Linked DNA regions of Danio rerio: regions 2 and 3 are each linked to region 1. The links are chromatin contacts, called in public Hi-C and Micro-C maps. All regions are on one chromosome and are shown on one strand. Each heading gives the region's core, a stretch centred on a gene start, on an enhancer-like site or on the middle of the called end of the contact. The rest is flanking DNA. Distances are from core to core; before and after follow the strand shown.

Region 1 (2,741 bases), core at 169-2,668:
TGCGCCTTTGCCGTTTGCAATGCATTAAAACATTGTTTTCCATCTGCAGCCGAGCTTCATTCTTGAAATGTATAGTTTGTCTAAAGTGATGTATATACAAAGTATATAGTATACTATGAGCTGCGATACAACCAGCCAGCACAGTCGTAGCTCCATAGTAAAAAGCAACATTTTGTGTCTGTCGGTTTGTTTACTTGCAGGAGTTCCATTGTCATTTTTCAGCATGTTAATTCTGACCAATCGAAAAGCAGTTTAGGAAATACGTTCATTAACATCTGGCCAATGAATGATGTGGATTTCATTACATGACTGTATTTTGGTGCTTTTCAACTGGCTCAAACTAAAGCAATCATTGTCGTGTGAAAAGGACCCAAACACGGCAGAAAATTCTACAATGTATCATTTGTTGCCTTTGGTCCAGACCAAATAAACCGAACTACAGATGTGAAAGCACCCTTAAAAAAGTCTGGAAAGGTATTGAATTTCACTCTGTATTAACTAGTGGTTTATTACCTGCATATATTAATAAAATACTGGCTTTTTGTTTGTGCTTATTCTACATTGCATATTATTACAATAATAATAATAATAATAATAATAACAATATAAGGCATTTGTTATGGTATTAGTTTATTATTTAATAATTAAATTAATATTAAAAAAGTCATATATTTTTTTTGAATGTTACATTTTGTTTTAATGGTGGGCCCGTGAAAATTTTGGTAGAGCAAGTAAATCTGACGAGACCAATAGTAATAATTCTTAAAACTGAGCAGTGCCTGAGGTTTTAATATCATCAATAAAGAAATTAAGACACTTAAATATTTACATACTTTTAATAATTTAAATAAATGTCATATAATTATTTTTCCATTGTTTTGTTAGTGAATTTTTAAGGAATCATACCAAATCTTATTGTGAAAACACTAGTTGCTAGATTGTAGTAACGTTCAATAATAATATCACAAAACAACAAATAACCAATGAAAAAAAAAAAAAACTGCCAGTGTGTCTTTCAGCCCAGGTGAATGATTGGTAATTGTGTGCTGTTGTGTCTGTGTGTGAGTCCTCTGGGTTTTCCGCTGTCAGCCGGAGCGTGTGAATACTGCCAGTCTGTGCCTCTGCCAGCTTCCAGTGCTTTATAGAGCTGCAGATGTGAGCCTTTACCTCACAATAACCTCTCTCATTCCCGGCACCCTGCTGTCTGACTGGCTCTCTCTCTCTCTCTATCTGTCTCTGTCTTTGCTCAGAAGAGCTGTAGTGGAGTTAATGACAACCTCAGAGCAACTCAGAACACTTTATCAAAACTAAACGTTTGATTGTTCTTTTTTTTCTCAGATGGAATGAAGTATGATGAACGGCAGAAACAGGCTAAGGAGAGGAGAGAGGAAAAAGCCAAATATCTCGGTAAGAGAACTCTATAAGAGGCGGTGAGACAGTGCCACCTGCTGTTTAGGGTCTAGATGTGTTCAAACATACACAGACACGTTAAACCCCCTTTGGAATTTTTTTTCACTTTTCCAAATATTTCCCAAATGATGTTTAACAGAGCATGGACATTTTCATAGTATGTCTGATAATATTTTTTTCTTTTGGAGAAAGTCTTATTTGTTTTATTTCAGCTAGAATAAAAGCAGTTTTTAATTTAAAAAAAAAACATTTTAAGGTCAAAATGATTAGCCCTTTTAGGCTATTAGACTAACTTTTTTTCGATAATCTGCACAACAAATTATTGTTTTATACAGCTTAAAGTGACATATTTTTAATAACTCATTTCTAATCTCTGATTTATTTTATCTTTGCCATGATGACAGTAAAAATTATTGACAAGATATTTTTCAAGACACTTTTATACAGCTTAAAGTGACATTTACAGGCTTAACTAGGTTAAATAGGTTAATCAGGCAGGATAGGGTTATTAGGCAAGTTTGTTCTGTAGACTATCAAACTAAAATATAGCTTAAAGGTGGTTCTTACAAAATGGTTCTTAAAAGAAAAAAAAACTGCCTTTATTCTAGCCGAAATAAAACAAAGTAGAAAAAAAATGTAAAGGGGGGCTTATAATTCTGACTTCAACTGTATATATACATATAGTGGTCTAGTGGATCACAAATCTCTCGGTTCAGATCACATAATGGTTTTTAATCACGGATCAGACCATTTTTTGGACAGCCTAAAAGGGGAGGAGAAAAATGTTATTTGCTTTCCATTTATTACAAAAAACAGTACTGCAAGACACTTTAACAAACCAAACTCAGAACCTGTAATTTTATTAAAAATAAAATGAAAAAAAAAAATTTGCTGAATAAAAATAAATATTAAATTATTCAGTACTGTGAAAAATTCACTATTACTACTACTGTTGCTGATAATGCTAAATGTATAAATCTAGCAACATAATATGTACAATCCATATTTATCTCATATTTTAGTCTCATTTACAATAAATGATTCAGTTATTCACTCATAAAACTTCATGTTTCATTGCTAGATGTGTCATTTGTGAAGAATTATTCAGTGGCATATTTTTGATGGCAGGTTGTCGCCACCTGTTGGTTAAATAATGTAAGCATCGTTAAATGCATTAAATAGTGATTTTAATCTTTACCATAAACATCAGTGGTTTTTATCTAAATTATAAAATGTTGTCTCAGTACTTCTGTGGTTTTTACCTGTTTTTATCTTCATAAATAACTCAAAAGACTGAAGACTGAATCTCTTTTTTGATTTTTGCGGTTTCA
Region 2 (2,741 bases), core at 78-2,577, 57 kb before region 1:
CAGCAACTTAGCGATTACCAAAGTTATTACCAAAATTACCATTCACCAAAACTGTTAATTAACTCATAAATGATTTCCCCTCATGTGGTTTTTAAACCATTATGAGTTTCTTTCTTCTGTTGAACATGAAATAATGTTTTAAATGATGCTGGCATACATTGACTTTTATAGGAAAAAATGCCAGCTAGCATTTTTTTAAATAATAACTAGTAAAGTGTGCATAAATTATGGCAGGATATAAATTTTTGAGTGAACAGTCCCTTTTACATGCACAAACTAACCCACATAGATAAAGAGGAAATCCTTTTTTCTTTATTATTATTATTATTATTTGCTTTTCATTTTGATGCATTCATTTTGATTGTCTATTGGCACTTATATGTCAGTGTGGGCAACTTTAGGGGGAGGAACTTATGATATAGAGATAAATTTTCTAAAATAAGTGAGTGCAGGAGTCATCAAACTCAAATTTTTGTTGCGGATATCTGGCAAAATCTGTATATTTTGCAATGGAACTTACCAAACATCCAAAACAATGCTGTGTGCTGAGCTAAACATGTTCTTTGTAGCTCATGTGAATATATGTGATGGTATTTGTATTTGTTGAGGACTCAAAACAGCTAAGAAAATGTGTAAAGAATTAAAAATTGTGTAATAACTACTTTGAGACAAAAACATTTTAGGCTATTGCAAAGAAATGCATTTCCAACACGTGCAACAAAATGTAATGGGCAACATGGCTGTCAAAAACAAAATGCTTAAGCACATGTCCTTTTTATGGATACGTCTTGTGGCATCCTAATGTTGGTTCATTTAGATGTCTTTGATTCTTGATGCATTTATATTTTTGACTTACCTCACCGAAGTGGTTTATCTCTGTCCATTTGCTGTGTACCTGTGAGTTCAAATTGCCAATTGTGAACACACCCTTTTAGACTTAACAGTATGAGAATTCAACTTTTACTCAAGTTGTAGGCATGTAATACAATCTGTAGTTTCAATTTCAGTTTCTCAACAGAGAAAGAAATCCTAACTAAATAATCTTTCTATAATAAAACAAGTCTTAAGTCCATTGAGTCTCAAACATTTCGAAGTCGCAGGCCGGCGAAACCTTCTGTGGAAAAACAGGTTAGACTGGTAAAATATAATACAGTGTTTAAAGGATTCAAGCTTTTGAAGTCACAAAAACAAAAGTATATTGTTTTAAATTCATTGTAACTCTTCTGAAGTTTCTAAATCGTATTAATAAACCAGTGTCTGTAATTATGGACTACTTTAATTCTAAATCCACCCCTATGTACAATGTGGTATATTCCATACCGGAGGCCGAGTTGGGACGGTCTTCGGTTCACAATGAGCTGCATGCCATCACCTTCAGAGCGGCAGAGGGAGCACACAGAGTCCGCATCCGCTGTGTGTGTGTGTGTCAGAAACTTTATACAGTCTCACCGCTCCACGAGGCCAGGACAAATATACAGTTTTCTGACTGGACTTTAAACAAGGGCTCTACATGCATCCATCGTATCCATAATATTTTCCCGCAAGACCCTTCGGCTCGGCTGAGTGTTTTGGGGATTTTTATACGCTCAGGAGAAATTGGGATCGGTTTCTCGTGCCTGTGGAAATCCGGTGTTATCGAAGAAAGTTTCTCCCTGTCTCACGGAAGGAATGAATACATTTTAGAAAGAAATATCCGCATGATTTAAAGGGATAAAAACATGGAATTCAACCATATCGACACACAATCTGGATTAAATCAGATGACACCCTCAGAAACACGTAAGTTGGTGTTTATGTTTGCTTTAACGTTAATAAAACCGTCGTTCTTCAAGATGGTCAGTGTATGATCAAGTGAAAAATCTTTCTTTAAATGTTAGCAAAATGGAAATAAAGGTAAACTTGGACAAAGTGAGCAATTGCAGATACCTCTTGACGTAATGTATAAGAAAAATGCCACTCATATATATTTATATGAAGTAAACACACATTATTTTTTAACATATTTTAATGTGTATGTTGTCAAACCATCCAAGTACTTTTTAAATCTAAAATATGACGTGTGTATGGGGGCATATGTGACGTGTTGTACTGATTCAAGCTCAAGCATGAGATATTCACGCTGAAATTTCACAACCGGTTGATTAAATAACGAGTATCTGACGCGTACATAATGTTTTTCTTATATTACTAACGTTAACTGTTAGTTATTAGCTAGGTTACTAGTTCACCATCTATGGTGTGTACACTAGCATGGTGTTTTGCTGTCATCTACGGGTGTCATGGATTATTCTGACCCTCCTTCTTTCAGTGTCGACACTCTTGCAGTCTATAATGTATGGAAGGCCGTTGGGGCCAAAACGTCTGCAACAAACGTGTTAACGCGTAATTTACGCGTTAACACGTAATTTACGCGTTAACACGTTGGTACGTGTTAACACGTCATTTACGTGTTAACACACAATTTACGTGTTAACACGTCTTTTTTTAAACTGGTCTCATTTTAAAGTGCTATCATTTACTAATTTCTCCAATTAACCAACTTATTATATGTATAATGTAATTTCACTTAAATCACAATAAATGTTTTGCAGTCAATGATATGTAGCAGATATTTAGTATTATGAAAGGCCAGACATCTTCTGTTATGTTATGTTTGATGGCATAATAATGTATAATAATAATGTTTGTTATTCAGCTGCTGAGATTTCTTTGAAATATGTGTCCAGAGAAATCAGAATGAG
Region 3 (2,741 bases), core at 159-2,658, 50 kb after region 1:
TGATGTCCAAGTTAATGTAGTCACATGATGAAAGCTTTTCCGTTAGTAAGCTAATGTATTGTTAATTTCTTAATTTAAGTCCATGAATAATGTATTCATGGTAACAAACAAATGACCAAAAGAAATATACTAATGCAATTCAAATATATAAAATATGAATTGATGCATACTTTAAACGTATTTTAAAGATATAATTATATTGTTCATTTATAATGATTAAAATAGTTTTTGTCCAATAGTTTTGTGGCTCAAAAGTATTGGTTCATGTACCATTTTGGCACAGGTACCATCTTAAAAGTATCGATGTAGCACTGGTATTGAAATAACCACAAACGACCCTACATTCAAGTTTATCGCCCAGCCGTACTCTGAGCAGATATGTTGAGCAGAAATATTAGATGCCACAATGCATGTTGAAAATGGTAAAGAAAGTGGTGTAGCGTTGCTTTTGTCTATCAGTTATGTGGGAGTATCAACTGCATTTACTCATTTTTTGCTCTACTTTGAGCACAAATTATAATCAAAAATACATTAATCTTCATCATAGTGCAGGGCCACAAAATGTATCCGGCCTATGTCTGTTGATTACCCCTCAACAATTCAGTGAGAGAAAATATGCTTTCCATTGGGGTGAATGAATTCTGGATTCACTTTGTCATGTCAGAATTAGTATTAGACTGTGGCTGTAATAAGCTGTTTATCACATCTGTACCAAACAAAACCCTATTAGGTATTTAAAAATGTGTGTTGGGGGTCTGTTTCTTCCCAGTGAAATACACATCAACAAAACTAATAATTCTGCTTTTAGGCATTTCAGAATATCTTTTGAAGTTACTCCTATTTATTTAGGGGTCCATTACTTATTCACAGCCCTTCTAGAATAACATGTTAACGGTTAAAGAGGATAATTCACCCCAAAATAAAAACTTTCATAATTTCCTCATCCTCCACTTGTTTCTAAAGTTTCTTTCTTTCACAAAGGCTGATATACTGAAGAATGTTTGGGGGAAAAAAACAGCCTTTCATGGTATTTTTGTTCCTACTATGAAGGCCAGTGGCTCTTTTGCCCCCTACATTCTTCAAAATATCTTGTTTTTTGTTCAACAGAAGAAATAAATAGCTTAAAGCATAGAAACACTTGAGGAAATATCATTTTTGAGTAACTGTTTTGTCAAGGAAGAAACATTGTCTTTGTGTTTCTGACTTGTTTTTGAGTCTGGAGGGTTAATATTGTCTTAGATGCGGGTGTCATATTGGTCGTATGTGACACACAGGCAGGGGGTAAAGGGGGTGAAGAGTCTGACAGGTTTTGGCACTGAGCTGGATTCCTCAAATGGTGTCGGGAAGACCTGATCCGGCCTTGCTGGCACCCGAGACTGGAAACCGGACCCCTTGGCTTTACTCTTCACCCCTCTTTTCCCCCCGCCTGCTCAGCATTGGCTGGTCCCGCTCCGCTCAGCACGTACCTCCACCTGTCCTCCTGCAGACAGACCTCCACCATTAATCATCTGGCAAAGAAAACACAAGGGGCTTCGCCTCATTCCATGCCAGCTCCCGAAACTTGAGACGTGTGCTATCAATCCAAATTGATATCCAGGATCTCTGCTTTGCCATATCTGGAGCGGGACTCTCATCTCGTGTTAAGTATAGAATTAACAGGGATGTATCGTGTGACAATACATGCAATATGGAGCTGAAGTCAAAATTGTCAGTGAAATTATCTCTTTTTTTTTTGTTAAAGTGATTTTTAACAGAGCTAGGACATTTCTTTTACTGTTAATACTATAATATTTTTTTTTCTTCTGGAGAAAGTCTTATTTATTTATTTATTCATTCATTCATTTTCTTGTCGGCTTAGTCCCTTTATTAATCCGGGGTCGCCACAGCGGAATGAACCGTCAACTTATCCAGCAAGTCTTTACGCAGTGGATGCCCTTCCAGTCCCAACCCATCTCTGGGAAATCTTATTTATTTACTTATTTTAAAAAAATTATGGTCAAAAATAAATATTTTTGATTGGCTATGAAACAAACCACTGTTGTCTAATGACCAGTGTTGTGCTAGTTACAAAAAAAAGTGACTAGTTAAAGTTGCTAGTTGCTTTATTCAAAAATTAACTTCATTGATAATTACTTTATCTATGACTTATACTGAAAAGTAATTCATTACTGTTGAAAGTAATTTTTTATTTATTTTAATGCCCCCATTAATGCCCTTATAGCATCACTTTGGTGCTGCATGGACAATACACCGTTGATCAACTTCACAGTTTTAATTAATTTGCATTCTCACAACTAAAACACAAAACAAACTTAAACAAAAAGGTTACTAATTTATTAAGTCAGACCAGAAGCACAAAAATAAAAATATCACAAGGTGATAACCCAGCTGAATAATATATTCAGAAACAAAAAAGCAAAAACTAAGATTGCTTTAGCACCATTAAAGTTTGTATTTAAACATGTTAAACATGTTCCTTCACAGTTTGAGTATGAAAACTAGCAACAATACACAACAAACACAAAACCTTTATGAAATAAATGAATGAATGTAATCTGAATTATCATTCAGAATCAATATGGTGAAACCATTGCTTTCTGAGCAATACAACACTATATATTTTAAATAACGTGTGTATTATACAGATAACAAATGTGTGCTTATTTGTTTGAAACAACAAACATAGTAGTATTAGTAATAGTAATTAATAATAGTAATGTTAATAGTCTTTCGGTCTCTCT

Evidence for each region. A called contact is a pair of places that touch in the nucleus more often than the background predicts.
Region 2: a contact with region 1 is called in a Micro-C map of caudal fin, with 4 times the contacts expected there. The contact joins the promoter of map7d1a here to the enhancer-like site in region 1. A contact is called at or near these places in 3 of 18 Hi-C or Micro-C datasets (caudal fin, fibroblasts and hematopoietic stem cells) and 1 of 4 datasets of contacts at active chromatin or transcription factors (caudal fin).
Region 3: a Hi-C map of embryo shows a contact between it and region 1, with 1.6 times the contacts expected there. The contact joins two enhancer-like sites. A contact is called at or near these places in 3 of 18 Hi-C or Micro-C datasets (caudal fin, embryo and an unstated tissue).

The regions. Positions count from the first base shown.
Region 1 is chr16:38,975,498-38,978,238 of GRCz12tu, forward strand. map7d1a (MAP7 domain containing 1a) reads left to right here. Exons shown (of 19, transcript NM_001326399.1): 3 at 1,339-1,407. Among named protein-coding and RNA genes, the nearest start is that of map7d1a, 57 kb to the left of the region's middle. Within about 2 kb of position 1,419, at least 24 of the 62 cell types and tissues checked have an H3K27ac peak or open chromatin away from gene starts, as enhancers often do. A contact at or near this core is called in caudal fin, where this site is marked.
Region 2 is chr16:38,918,632-38,921,372 of GRCz12tu, forward strand. It overlaps map7d1a (MAP7 domain containing 1a), which reads left to right and starts at 1,328. Exons shown (of 19, transcript NM_001326399.1): 1 at 1,328-1,779. The coding sequence starts at 1,719. It overlaps LOC141378248 (a long non-coding RNA gene), which reads right to left and starts at 1,779. Exons shown (of 4, transcript XR_012392281.1): 1 at 1,302-1,779; 2 at 857-928.
Region 3 is chr16:39,025,108-39,027,848 of GRCz12tu, forward strand. All of the region lies in intron 18 of map7d1a (MAP7 domain containing 1a), which reads left to right. Among named protein-coding and RNA genes, the nearest start is that of thrap3a, 100 kb to the right of the region's middle. Within about 2 kb of position 1,409, at least 5 of the 62 cell types and tissues checked have an H3K27ac peak or open chromatin away from gene starts, as enhancers often do.